2 separate regions of the Oryctolagus cuniculus genome follow, and region 1 is linked to region 2. The links are chromatin contacts, called in public Hi-C maps. All regions are on one chromosome and are shown on one strand. The core of a region is the stretch at or near the end of the contact, and the rest is flanking DNA. Distances in the headings are between cores, read along the strand shown.

Region 1 (7,092 bases), core at 2,883-5,382, 110 kb before region 2:
GATCACAAGCTTTGGAAAATGTTTACTGTATGCAGAAAATACTAAGTGACTGTGGTTGCCAAATCAATGGACTTTATGTCGGTATTTCTCAGCTCCTATCAATAATTCTGCTTTAGAACTTTGCTGTAAGTACCTTTTTCTTGCCCTTTTTTTGTTTGTTAATAGCCTCATTTCATATTCTGCTCCTTGCATCGCATATTGGAGTACCTGGGTTCAGTTCTCAGCTCTGGTTTCCAATTCCACCTCCCTGCCAATGTAGACCCTAGGAGGCTAGGTGATGGCTCTGTTCAGTGTGTTACCTCCATCCATATGGGAGACCTGGATTACAATCCTGGATTTCTGCTTCAGTCCCAGACCAGCCAGAGCCACTGTGGGCATTTGGAAAGTGAACCAGCAGATGGGAACTTTCTGTGTCCTCTCTCTCAAAAAAAAAAAAAAAAAAAAAATTCTATTCCCTTCCCTATACTCTAGTGCTGTTGGTCAAGAAGGGGGTATTAGTCAATTCTGTGGAACGTGTAAGGTCTCCTTTAGAAACTCAGTACAGAAAATCAAAATAAATGTCAGTAAAGTTAATAATAAAAAATTTACAAAAGTAAGTATTAAATACTGTAAGACTGTAATCAAATTTAAACTCACTTATTTGAAAGAGTAAAGCATAAAGGAACTTAACTGATATAAGTGTCCAACGTCCCATAGTTCATAAGTGACAGGGTCAGAAGTTGAACCCAGTTCTCTAAAACTAAGAAATTCCTGTAAAGTCTGTACTATATTACTTTACAGTCACATACCACTTAGTTCTTAGAATACTGTCTCATAGATTATTATCAAGGTTATCTTACTCAACTTCACAACATCTGCGAGAGAAGGGTTCCTAAGCATCAAACCTGTAATCTCCTATGACCAGCTTTGCTTAAAGGGTATGGAACTAAAGTGGCTGAGCTGAATGAAGATCCTCTGACTTCTAATATAGCATTATACCACTTGTAGCCCATACACAATCACTTTTTTCACTGAGCACAACTCAATCCTCTTTCCTTCCTTCCCATATTTGAACGGTAACCATATCTGTTATTAAATACACATATATGAAGTGAAAATAAGTTGGTCACTGTATTAACAATGTTCATTTCAGGTTTATGTTTATTCCATTGACTATACATTGGAAGGTTATCATTAACAAGTGGCATTTGCAAGCTTATGTTGACTGCACAACCTTAGAAGGTACAAGGAACTGCAACAGGTAAAATGGTTTCATCTCCTTGTCTAATTGTCCAACACTCATTTAAACAATTTAGTAAGTACCTATCAGGAACTTCAGCATTCTGGTGTTCAAGACACACAGGAAAGACACTGCACTTGAACCCCTAAGATCTTTATGGTTAAATGAAAATAAGGCCACAGACTGCAACGTGCTGGAAGTGAAAAGAGAACAGAAATTACTATGCAATAGTTGACAGAACTGAGTGGCTACCTTTGCCCGGGGGGAAGAAAGCATTCTCAGTGGTGGAGATCATCTGTAAAGGCGGTGAAAACAAGCCCTCACAGGAAGGCCGCTAACACAAAAGCCCTATGTGCTCCTGAGTGGTGGACTACAGCACAATGTTCTACATAAATGTTAGGATTTTAACATATAACACTCATAGACAGATAAAGCTACTCTAAGAAATGTCTTCCAGGCTTCAAGACCTCTGTGTGTGTGTGTGTGTGCGCATGCGCAGGTTTTCATTGTGTATGTTAAAGCTCTTTTCCCCATTCAGTCTCAGAAGCAATGTAGTCACCAATTCCTGCTGCTCATCTGTCAGATTTCCTCAGTGATCTCCATTACTGCTTTCATAAGTTCCCTAAAGTTGGAGAAATTGTGAAGTAAAACTGCAAACTCATTCAACCTCTTCAATACTGACATTTCACCCCGCTAGGACTCAATGCTTTGTAGCTGGTTTTTCTCTCTCCCGTTTTGGTTTCACCCAGACAGGACTGGTTTGGACTACCACAGTGCTCAAGGAGCTATTTGGTAGAAGGTCACCTGGGCAATGAAGCAACACTTCCCCACCCCCCTTCTCTCCTCTAGAGATCAGGAAACCTCACTCTGGAAAAAAAACTCATTAATAAAATTGTATTTGCATCTGTAGAAGGCATGCCTAATAAACATTTCAATAGATAACTGTTATTGACCAGTATGAACAACATATAAGTACAACATGCTAAAACTGTTGCTTTTTCCTCTTCTGTTTCTTGTGGTTGTTTTTGTTTTTAAATCTGTGCTTATTAGAAAGGCAGAGAGAGAGGGAGAGAGAGCTTAATCTCTGTGCCAAACACCCACCCTCAGTAATCTTCTTCAATACTTGAAGACAGCAAGATCTTCAAGATTGTGTTTTTCCAATAAGGAGCACCAAAAGGCCAGTTTTTCTACGGTAAACTTCATAACAGTTTATTGAAAAGAATTTGGAAGATACAGAAAAAATAAAATTAAGTCAGTCACATCCACCAAAGACGATTCCATCTTCCTCATTTCTCAGCTGTCTTTCTAATGGATTCTTCAATTTCACTGGTTAGAAAACTGCAACATTTTAGCTGAGAATATGAATTTTTCATTCTAATTGAAAATTTTAAAAAAATCAAGTCTGTCATTTTTACAACACCTTTCCATTTAAAAGAAACAAGGAGCTTTCTGAGTTGGTAGTACAAATAAAATACTTTAACCCAAAACTGAAAAACATTCTTCCCTAAAGCATTCTGTTTGGGGTCAATACACTGTCTACCACATTACATGCAAAATAGGTTGGGCAAAATCCTAGGCAAAACAATTTCTGTATGTCCACAAAATATTATTCATCAAAATAAGAGGTCATTTGGAGTTTTACAAATGGAGAAAGCTAAGGAGAGAGAAAAGCACTACTTAACACACATATACCACAAAGCTAGTCCAGGCATCGATTGGGAGTGGCAATTAAGTAGGATTTTAGGGAGGAACAGGAAAAAAAAAAGGTTGACAGAAGCAGAAAACATGAAGTCAACAATATCTAGACTTAGTCTTCTTACCTTTAAGTTTACAGTCAAATAAATCTGGTTTACTTTTATTTCCAGCCCGTTCCGTTTCCCTTGCAGGGAAACGTAGGCACTTTTCCATAAGCTAGCCTGAGCCTCCCGCGGACCACGACGCTGCAACACCATCTTTCAACGCCTCCCCATTCAATCGAGAATGTCGCAGTCCCAACACTCCCTGTTTTGGAGATAGTTAGGCCTTCGACCTTCCTCGTTCACCCTTCTAGGCCCACCCGAAGCCTAGGAACACCTACAGAATCTCTCTTGCGAGGATGTCAGATAAAGATCCTTAGAATTACTGAGGAAGCACATTCAGAGGGAAGCTTTCGCGTGACTCCGCAGCGAGGGCCACATCAGTGACATTCCCTCCCAAGCCTGTCTCGCAGGAGACGCCTCTGCCTCCAGGGTTTTTCCACCGTTCCAGCTCCCCAGCCCCGGACGAGGGCCTTGACCGAGGAATGAGCTTTGGGGAATGGGGACCCGGTGGCAGTGCAAACCCCCCTCCCCCGAAGGAATGGATGAACCAATTCTACTACACGGAGCCCCAAAGATTCCGAAGAGGGTACGATAATGACCGCATTCACTCCCAAACAAGGAAAAAGTGGACACCTCAACCTCCAGGTAGTAGGGGCGACCACGGTAGGAGGGATGGGAGGACAGGGGTCAGGAGACATGGAGAAATAAGCTCCCTGCCGGCGCAGAGTGACAGCGGGAAGGATGAGCCGGGCAACGGAGGCCGCTGTTCACACTCCCCCTTCTCCCTCCTGCCACCCCCTGGGCTGTCCCCACCAGTCTCCAGTTACCGGTCGCCGCTCACCTGCTGGGGCGCGAGGTGCACAAGCAATACGGATCACCGACCCAGAGGCTCTGTCACTGCGGGAGGGGAAGTCTTCAGCTGCGGGGGAGGGGCGGGCCTAACCATTCACGTGACCTCGAGCTCCGCCCCGCCGCCCCCAACCCGGCGCGCTGCATTTCGGGGGTTTGCGTTTTTTACGGATCGCTTGAATACGCATTTTTCTAGCGATCAAAACAAAAACTAAGCCTAAGTTTTCACCACGATTAGGTTGCAGAGTGCAATGGAGAAAAGTGCGGATGGCAAGGGTTAAAGTGCATTGCTAAGGAAGTGACGTTCACGCCCAGCTCCACGGACCGGAAATGGCGATGGAGTTCCGAGCCACTGGCGCCTGCCGGTAAAGTCCCAGGCCGTAAGGCTTAGGCTAGTCACGTGATCTCAAAACGGTGTGCCTGGGGTAGCGAGTTATCCGGCCGATTGTTAGCTACGTTTGTTTCTAAAGCACCTCATTGACTTGAGCTTTCCACACTTGTTTACACTTACAGGAACCGGCTTTACAAAACCCTATTAGACAAAAGCGTTTGGCGGTCTAGCTGGTGACCATCAACTAGAAAGAACAGGGTCGGGAAAGACTGAACTTGCTGATTTGGGAGCGACGAGGGAGGGGTGGAAAAATCCGGATTTCGCCGCCCGGGCCTACCAGGCAAGCCCCACAGCTGCTGTCGTAACGGGTAGGAGGAGCAGCAGCGTGACGCCCGAAGGCGCAGCCCAGTTGGGAAGATGGAGGTCTTGGAGAGGAGGGGGAAGGGTGCGCAGAGGCGAGTAGTGCGGCTGCGCGCTGGGCGGCGGACGCGCCGGCGCGCAGAGGGGGCGGGGTGAAAGGTCACAGCGGGGCGGCGGGGCTGGCTGGCGGCGGCGGCAGCGGGAGCCGAGTTCGCGGGTGCACGTGTGGGGCAGCGCAGGCACCCTAGCGGCGGCGGGAGACCCCTCCCACCCCCTCCGGAGGCACAGGGCCGTGCTCGGCTGTCGCGGTCTCAGTCCCACGCTCCGCTCCCTGCCCGGAGCGAGGAGGCCGGCTCGGGAGGTTGAGTGGCCCGAGCTGAGAGCGCTGAGGGCTCTGGGCGGCGACGACGACGGCGTTGATAGCGGCGGTAACGACGGCCTCAGCAGGCGGGGAAGATGAAAGGGTGAGGAAGGACAGCCGGCTGGGGCCCAGCCGGGCCCGTGTAATGGGAGAGCCGCGGAGGAGGGGAGTCCAGGGCGAAGACTGCGCGGTCGGAGGCTTTTAGGCTTTTTCTGTTTGCTCCGCTCCCAGAGGGGGCGGCGGCTCGGCGCGGGCTGTTAGACTAAAGGACGAAGGGAGGCGAGACCCCGGGAACGCAGGATTTCGGCGCCCCAAGGACGACTGTGTGCTGAGCGGAGGCCAGCGGCAGGGCCCGGAGGCCACTGTGAGGCCTGGGGCCTCCTGCCGGGGAGCGCACGGCTGAGCCAGCCGCGGCCCGCCACTTCAGGTGGAAAGGGGCTGCTTGTCCTCCAGGCGCAGGCTCGGCGCTGCGGCCGCCGTTTTTGACAACCTTCCCATTTTGTTCACACGTGGGATTTCTGCAGAATCTTCTGGAGGGAGAAGGGTCGGGAATGAAGAGCCTGGGGATGAGTATTAAGAGCTAGTGACTCAACTGGATTTGGGTTGGGTCAGCGAGTGGAGGAGGGGGAGAGCGCGCGAGCCCTGTAGACTCGGGATGCCAAAACGTTTAAGGAAGTCTTGTGCATCAGTAGGTGGAGCTGTTGCTTCAGTGGTTCACCGTTTGCCCCTGAGTAGTGTGAGGGGGGTCGTGGGTTACCACAATGCTTTCCTTAGGTGATCACGGTTTCCCTCTCGGATAAAATTAAGGATTGTTTAGGTACGACTATTCCCATTAGGATAAAATGTCTATTTACCATTACTTTATGTATTATTACAGTTTTAGTAATACAGCATTGTGTTAGCCTAAATTGCATTACCTAAATCAGCCGTTTTGGAGCTTTGCCCTACAGTCCTTAGAGAGAGAAATGGAAGCTTGTAAATGTTAAATCTCTGAAATGCCTGAGGTTTTTTTCTATTAACATAAGTCAGTTGAAGAATTGTAGCTACGCTGTAAATTAGTGAAGTCTTTAGACTACTCAGCGGCTCCCGTGAGGATGAAATGTGTACTCGGTACTGCGTAAAACAGGTCTAAATATTATCTGTGTATCTCCGTTGGAAGTCTCAAGAGAAATTCCAAGAAAGTTTAATTTGATACTGGATCTGTAACAAGTTACTTTACTGTGGTTTTGCTTTAAATAAAGTTTAGGAAGCAAATTCACAGTACCTACATTAATTATTTCATATCAAGTTCTAAAGAGTTCCAATAAAAATTAATTGAGTATGGGAATTATATACTCCTTGAATCTTGATCTAGGGAGTTGCACTACTTTACATATGATCCAACATGTTTTCAGAGTTTTTTTGTTTGGTTTTTACTGGACTGAACGTGAGTATGGATGATGTCTCTTAGTGTATTTTCTTTACCAGAGACACTCAATACATGTTTGTTGTTCTGTTAAAATGATAAAGTTGAGGAGTTTTTAATTTTGAACTGTGCTGTGGATTTAAAGGAGGGTCCTAAGAAATTATTCTGGATGTTTAGATCCAAAATCTTTGATCTAGCTCAGTCTTCATGGGATGCAATGTTCTTTCTCATAGGTACTACCTTGGCTAGACTTGGAACCGAATAGATATTATTCACAATTTACTTTGAGTGCAGATACTCAGGAAGCTATTGTCTTTTTATTTAAAATGGATATTTGTGCATAACCTGATATGGGCAGATTCTTAGAAATGAATAACTGGCTAGAGTTCGTGGGGACTGTTAGAGTTAATGAGTCAGTACTGATAAATGATTGTAAAGCAACTATACATGAAGAGTCCTTACATGTAGTTCCTATCATTTAGGATTAGGAGCCTACAATGTGTTTTTTACTGTGAACTTTCTTTTTATTTTTTATTTTTGACAAGCAGAGTTAGACAGTGAGACAGAGAGAGACAACGGTCTTCCTTTCTGTTGGTTCATCCCCCCCCCCCCCCCATGGCCGCCACAGCCGGCGCACTGTGCCAATCCGAAGCCAGGAGCCAGGTGCTTCCTCCTGGTCTCCCATGCGAGTGCAGGGCTCAAGCACTTGGGCCATCCCCCACTGCCTTCCTGGGCCACAGCAGAGAGCTGTACAGGAAGAGGAGCAGC
Region 2 (6,329 bases), core at 2,128-4,627:
TTGCCTCATATCAGCTTCCCTTTTCACTGCTCCATCCATATGCTTATTACATTGTTGTGATACTTGATCATTAACTAGAAACTCTCAGACACATTGAGGGTAATTTTTTTTTTTTATTTGACAGGTAGAGTCATAGGCAGTGAGAGAGAGAGACAGAGAGAAAGGTCTCCCTTCCGTTGGTTTACTCCCCAAATGGCTGCCACGGCCGGTGCTGTACCGATCCGAAGCCAGGAGCCAGGTGCTTCCTTCTGGTCTCACATGCAGGTGCAGGGCCCAAGCACTTGGGGCATATTCCACTGCCTTCCCGGGCCACAGCAGAGAGCTGGACCGGAAGAGGAACAATCAGGACTAGAACCCAACACCCATATGGGAGGCCGGCACCGCAGGCAGAGGATTAACCAAGTGAGCCACGGCACTGGCCCCTGAGGGTAATCTCAAAAAAATCTGTTTCTTCTGAGTCACCCACTCCTGAGAACTAGCACCCTCTTCTCTGGCCAGATCTCAGGCAGGGTCCCACTAATTACTTCACTGCCCTGTTTAGTTTAGTAATAGAACAGGGACACACACGTGGAGCAAGGCTGCCCCTCCCAGAAGAGTCTCTTATTGGAGAACTACAGGGCCAAGTGTTCTTTCTGGGAATTTGGCTGTAGGGGAGACGCTCTGTTGTATTAGCAATTAGGGCTTTATCTCTAGGGGTGGATATTGCTGATAATTATTTGGATTTTATTTTTTCTGCTCTGCACCTAATGATAAGATTCTTATTAGGCTATTTTCTTCTGATAGCTCTTGACCTGCTTATAATGAACAGATTATTGGTTCATGTCCATCTTGCCGATTGCACAGTAGACCACACGATGGAATAGACTGTGTGTTTTGTCCATGGCTGTGTCCCAGTTCCTTACAGTATCTGGCCCAAATATTTCTTGAGTATTGCCTGGCCCTGTATTTCTGGTTCTATGTAAGTGAACAGAAAATTGTGAGGAAAGACAGAATAAAGGGAAAATGCACCTCTCAATGAAGCCAAATATTTCACAAGGTGTCCCACATTGAGATGGGAGCAGAGTAAAACTCGGGCCACAGCTTGTCTTCTTCTTGAAAGGGACCTTCCTGGTACCTGGTGATTTATAGAAGGCTCAAGATAAGCAATGAAAGAAAAATCATGAAATGCAAATCAACCTCCTGTGATGGCCGTGTTTCAGCACCCCAAGAGAGCTTTGAATTCTTTTGGATAACCTTCTGTTCAAGGGACTTAGAGTTATAATTCACACACACACACACACACACACACACAGAGTCAAGATTTAGAATAAATATAAAGCCGGGGCCCCAGAGCTAGCCATGTTGGGACTGTGTGTTGGATTTTCCTCGCCTTGACTTGAAAATCTTTCACTGTTTAAACTTGTTGTTTTCTAAATCATGATGATAATGCTGGAACAAGAGACAGGACATCCAGACTTTATTTAGCACTGGGCTGAAATGTAATATGACTTCAAGGCTATTCTACATTAAAGTACAGCGGTCAGCTGCTGTCCATCTCCAGGGGAATGGATAAGCCTTCCATGACAGGGACTACCTTGCAGCCAAAACAATGGAAGACAGTGCCAAGGAACTTTCAAAGATGTAAGGGCCATGGGAAAATGACGGAATTTCCTAACCCAGAGATACTTAGGAAGAGGGCGGAGGTGCATTTCTCTAAGACTGGGGGAGCGAGGGGTAATTCTACGTGAATGGTAGTGTCGCTTGGTCATCTTTGAGCTACGTTAAGAGCAGCAGCGCCAGGCTTCAGGAAAACCATACAGTGTAATTTTCCCCAAGGGGGCCGTTGAGCTGGAGTCGGAGCTAAAACTCAAATTACCGTGGCGTTCTAGAAACGCGGTGAGAGAAGCTGGTCTGTGGTTCTCAAGCTTGGCTGAAGTTGCGTCTGGGGGCACTTAACCTGTTGACAATGGTGCCTTCAAACCGGGGAACATGAAAACGTGACGGCATAGTTATCTTGTCTCCTCTAAGCAGTGTCAAAAAAAAAAAAAAAAAAAAAAAGCAAAGGAAAGAAAAACCCACCACTACCATACACTGGGCAGAATCCGGGTAAAAGCAGGCAAAGCTTAGTTCTTCACTGCTTCTGGCAAATAGTACCTTTACTCCTAGTGCTTTTCATCCATCAGTTCCACCAGGGGGCGTCAGAGTCGCCGTGAGTCTTTTCAACCCCTGAGTGGCTCACTGCGGGGACCTGTTTCGCCACCTGCAAGCTGAAGCTGCCTCGTTCTACAGGCTCAACTTCCAGGCTTGCCCTGCAGAACATCGAGGAGGGAGGAGAGTGGGAGGTCAGGGAACCACCTGCACACGGCACTCCCTGAACCTCGGTTACGGGAGCCACTGGACAAGAGAAATCTAGGTTTTTCTTGTGTTTGAGGTGCCTGGGGTAGAGACAGCAGCAACGAGGAGTGACACGCACCGCCAGACTTTCCACTCGGCCTGGCTTGGGCGGTGTTTTTTCTTCTGGGTTGGAACAACTGGATTCAGGGTCAGAGGCAGTGAATTGTGAAGGTGAAGAGCCAGAAGCTGGGGACAGGAGATCTGACAGCTCGGGCAGGGCAGCGGAAGCGAGCGGAAGCGAGGCGGTGGTTTCCCAAGCCCTCTGGGCCCTCCTGGAACTGAGACGGGGAGCTAGCACGGCCGATTTTAATGGAGACTCAGTGGAGGACAGGGATCCCCGCCTGGCCTCAGATCTGCTGTTGCTCTGCCGCCGGTGGGGTTCTGCCGGTGGGCATGGGCGTGGAGGAGCTGCGCTGCTGACGCTGCGGCCGCTGCCTGACCGGTCTCTGCCTTGGACGGCCTCCCGTGAGGTCATGGAGGTGTGCTAGCCGGGGAGCCGAGCGTTTTGGGGACTCACCCAAGGTCACACAGCAGAACTGATTTAAAGTCTGACTCCAGAATCCTTCTCAGACTCTGCTCTTCCTTCTATTGAGAATATTTCTTTTTTTCCTCCCTTCTCTCAAGGTTTAGACAGACAGGCTGTCACCCAGAGTGAGAAACATTTGGATATTACTAGATTTCCCAACATATGCCCTCTGGGACCCAGAGCATTCTCTTGGGTGCTGGGAGCCACAGAGGCAGCAGCTGCCCCCGTTTGCCCAATGCTGGCCAGGTGACCGCCCACAGTCACGGAAAGTCCCTTCCCCAGACAGATTCTGGTTTCCCACTGGCTTCTCCTGCTGCTAAAATAAAACCAGGCTAATCCCTCAAGCATCCAGCACCAACAGGTGCGGTGGCCTCCCAGCATCTGTCTGGGAGGTGTGGGGAGGTCATTTTGTGTGTGCACAGTCTTGACCTCTGGCTGCCACATCTCTGGGCTGCTCAACTGCTCTCATTACTTCTGGGCTTGCTCTGCCAACAGCCTCTTTGCAGTCACTGGTTCTCTCCAGCTACCCTCCAGCTAAACTGGCTGTCTCTTCAACGGCAACGCGAGCAAACAGCACAGGCCTTGTACCACCCCAGGACGGCGGCAGCCCCTGAGCTCTTGTTGAAAGCTTTTGTCGCGCCCTTTATCCCACGGATGCAGCCAAAGGACTTTCTATGTCCCCCAAGCACAGTGAGGGTGCTCCCGAGAGAATTCGCCACAGGTACACGTAGGATATTTATCCTGAGAGCAGGCTTGGTCTGAGCGTATTGTCCTGCACAATGTGTGACTTTGTAGCACAGGACTCAGTCTCAGAGTGCAGTCAAGATTACAGCAGTGCGACCCCTCCCTTTCTGCAGGGGCTCCTGAATCCCCCCTCCCCCTCCGCCGCTGACATCCCCCCAACAAGCTCCCAGACAGGTAATCATCGTCATGTGTGTCCACTTTGGGCCCCAGGGCTACTGCAACGGACTTCGTCTTTCACATTTCTTTGGTGGGTCTTCTGAATTGGAAACCATCAGAGCCTTAAAGGGAAAGAACTGGGCCCGATCAGCCAGAAACAGGTTTGAAAACTGTTTTAGAAGTTAGATTGATACAACCACTGAAATGGTGGCCTTCATCCAGACAGAAGCCAGAGATTTCTTAAGGAAAAAATAACAGAAGACCAATGACAAATTTGAGGTCATTTTAGAAAAAAAAAATCACAAACTATTTCAGGGAAAGCAACTTTGTGTGTTTAAAAATCTGGAAACACTTGCTCTTTGAATTTGCACAAAGTGTTTCTGAACATTAGACAAGTGTTTTAAAGAAAGGACAATGATTTTTTTTTTAAAAAGAATGCCTGATCCCTTTCTGTGACAAATGATCACGAAACAAGAGGTGAGAGGGGACTTCAGTCTCGCCAGCAAACAAACGTGTGTGCACGCTTGTGTGCGTGTTTCCGGATTACGTCATGCTCCAGGCAGCAGGACAGCTTGGTCAAAATGGGACTTCTCGGAGGAGGAGCCGCCAGACAGTGTGCAAACAGAGATGGCCGCTGGGCTTCTCAACACCTCACTGCAGGAATGAGCCAGGCTCAATCAGTGGACGATATCACATTCGCTGTACCCTGGACAACGAGAGAGGAAGAGGAAGATGTGCTCATCCTGATAGTTCCTTCTGAGGACTCCAGGGAGAAAGTCTGGAACCCTGATCTACATGATGTGACAGGCACGGGGCTCAGTCACGAAGTCCCCGACGAGAGCCCCTTGTCAGAACACTCATTCCCTCCACAAAGGTGACGTAGGCGCAGGATTGTGGTGCGCAAATGGGAGAGCCAAGTAAGCACCGTGCCCTTGGCTGATTTGCATGAGCAGTCCCAGTCCCTCGGGTGAGGTCTGCCCGCTTGATGTCCATGTTTCCAGTCGCTTAGCACTGCCGGCCACGCCCCATCTGTCTTGAAACTGATGGAAGTCTGTGGAGCAACAGGGCCTTTTCAAGAGCGAGGGCTCAACACGCAGCAACGTAGCAAAGACACTAGGGAATAGGGCCGCTCTCCCTATTCTGGAGACAGTGACAGTCACCTGTTCAAAGGTGTATGTGTCCCAGAGTCCAACCTCAAGTCTCCTAATGGCAGTAGGAACCTGGAGGAAACACTGGACATTCCTCCAGAAGTGGTAACCAGCTGGTACCCCCAGAACATCTATCCTACTTGGGTCCACCTCTCCACTCCACGCGGGCAATCCCATCCTCTGAGGACCTTAGAGAAGTGAGCTGGTGCTTTGGGAAGCCCGGAGCAGCAGGTGTCAGGGAGGTGGGAGATCCAAGGAGCTGGCCTGACACGGCGGCAGCTGGCAGGAGAGGAGCAGCAGCAGTCTGCCATTGCCAGCGAGTCTCAGGGGAGGGCGCGAAGGCCTCTCAGATCCAGTTCTGACCATGTCTGACTCACGGAGTAGCAGACAGAAGGGGACAGGTGTTTCTCGGTGCCTCTGTTCCCAGCTGTGGCTTCCCTTCTGCCCGCCTTCCTGAGGTTTCGTGCCCCCAGCCACCTCCCTCCCGGGGGAACACAGGCAGAGTTGCCTCTCCGGAGGCTGAGTGGAGCGCTGGCAGTGGTGGCTTTGCTGCAGTCACTGTCGTTTGCATGAAACAGCACCAGGGTGGACTGCTCCTCTCTCCCTCTCCATGCAGGAGGCTCAGAAGACAGGGATCTTGTCCCTTCGCACCACATCCAGGTCATCATCCAGGGTTAACAGAACCTGAAACAAGAGAGACAGAAACGCACGACTTCCCAGTCGCAGCCCCGCCAAGTCCCTGCTTGCTGACCCCCACAGACTGAAAAACTGTATGATCCCTTACTCAGTCTCCTATCTTCTACAGCCTTCTTCAATACCTTGCTGTTAACCACTTATAGAAATATAGGTCATTTAGCAATTACACACTTAGGAAGGGTTTTAATGTACTATTCCAGATGAAGGAGATACAGCTTGGAACAAGAGACAAAAATCTCCCCCTTCATAGAGCCTGCATAAAAGAGAGGGTTTTAGACACGAAAAAAGCCCATGAATAAACTACAGTATATTAGATGGTAGTATATGCCAAGGACTGAAATTAAACTAGGGAGAAAACATAGGAAATATGGGGTGGGAGAGGCAACCATTTTGGCAAGATGGCTCGGACAGTCATTATTAGAAGGTAACACTGAGGACATGAGGTTTTGTGGCACAGTCTATTTCCATACAGAAATGACCCTTCTCCTCCATTCCTAGCTCTTATTTCCATTCTCTCCTCATGGACCCCTTGGCCTCTCTCTCTCTCTCTCTCTCTCTCTTTATTTGTATATTTTAAAGGATGTCATCCTTTATTAGAGGTTTTATGGGGAAGAACAGGAGAGATCTACACAGGGCACATGTAACAGGCATGACATGCAGAAATACCCAGGAGAATCTGCTGTAAC

Evidence for each region. A called contact is a pair of places that touch in the nucleus more often than the background predicts.
Region 1: a contact with region 2 is called in a Hi-C map of psoas muscle, with 6 times the contacts expected there. The contact joins the promoter of ATP6V1A here to the enhancer-like site in region 2. A contact is called at or near these places in 4 of 6 Hi-C or Micro-C datasets (ear pinna, liver, psoas muscle and 1 more).

What each region holds. Positions count from the first base shown.
Region 1 is chr4:69,750,671-69,757,762 of mOryCun1.1, reverse strand. ATP6V1A (ATPase H+ transporting V1 subunit A) reads right to left here and starts at 4,132. Exons shown (of 15, transcript XM_051819038.2): 1 at 3,860-4,132. NAA50 (N-alpha-acetyltransferase 50, NatE catalytic subunit) reads left to right here and starts at 3,974. Exons shown (of 5, transcript XM_008266924.4): 1 at 3,974-4,232. The coding sequence starts at 4,198.
Region 2 is chr4:69,640,914-69,647,242 of mOryCun1.1, reverse strand. It overlaps SIDT1 (SID1 transmembrane family member 1), which reads right to left. Exons shown (of 25, transcript XM_051819041.2): 25 at 94-5,631. The coding sequence ends at 5,569. Among named protein-coding and RNA genes, the nearest start is that of USF3, 78 kb to the left of the region's middle. Within about 2 kb of position 3,377, at least 2 of the 8 cell types and tissues checked have an H3K27ac peak or open chromatin away from gene starts, as enhancers often do.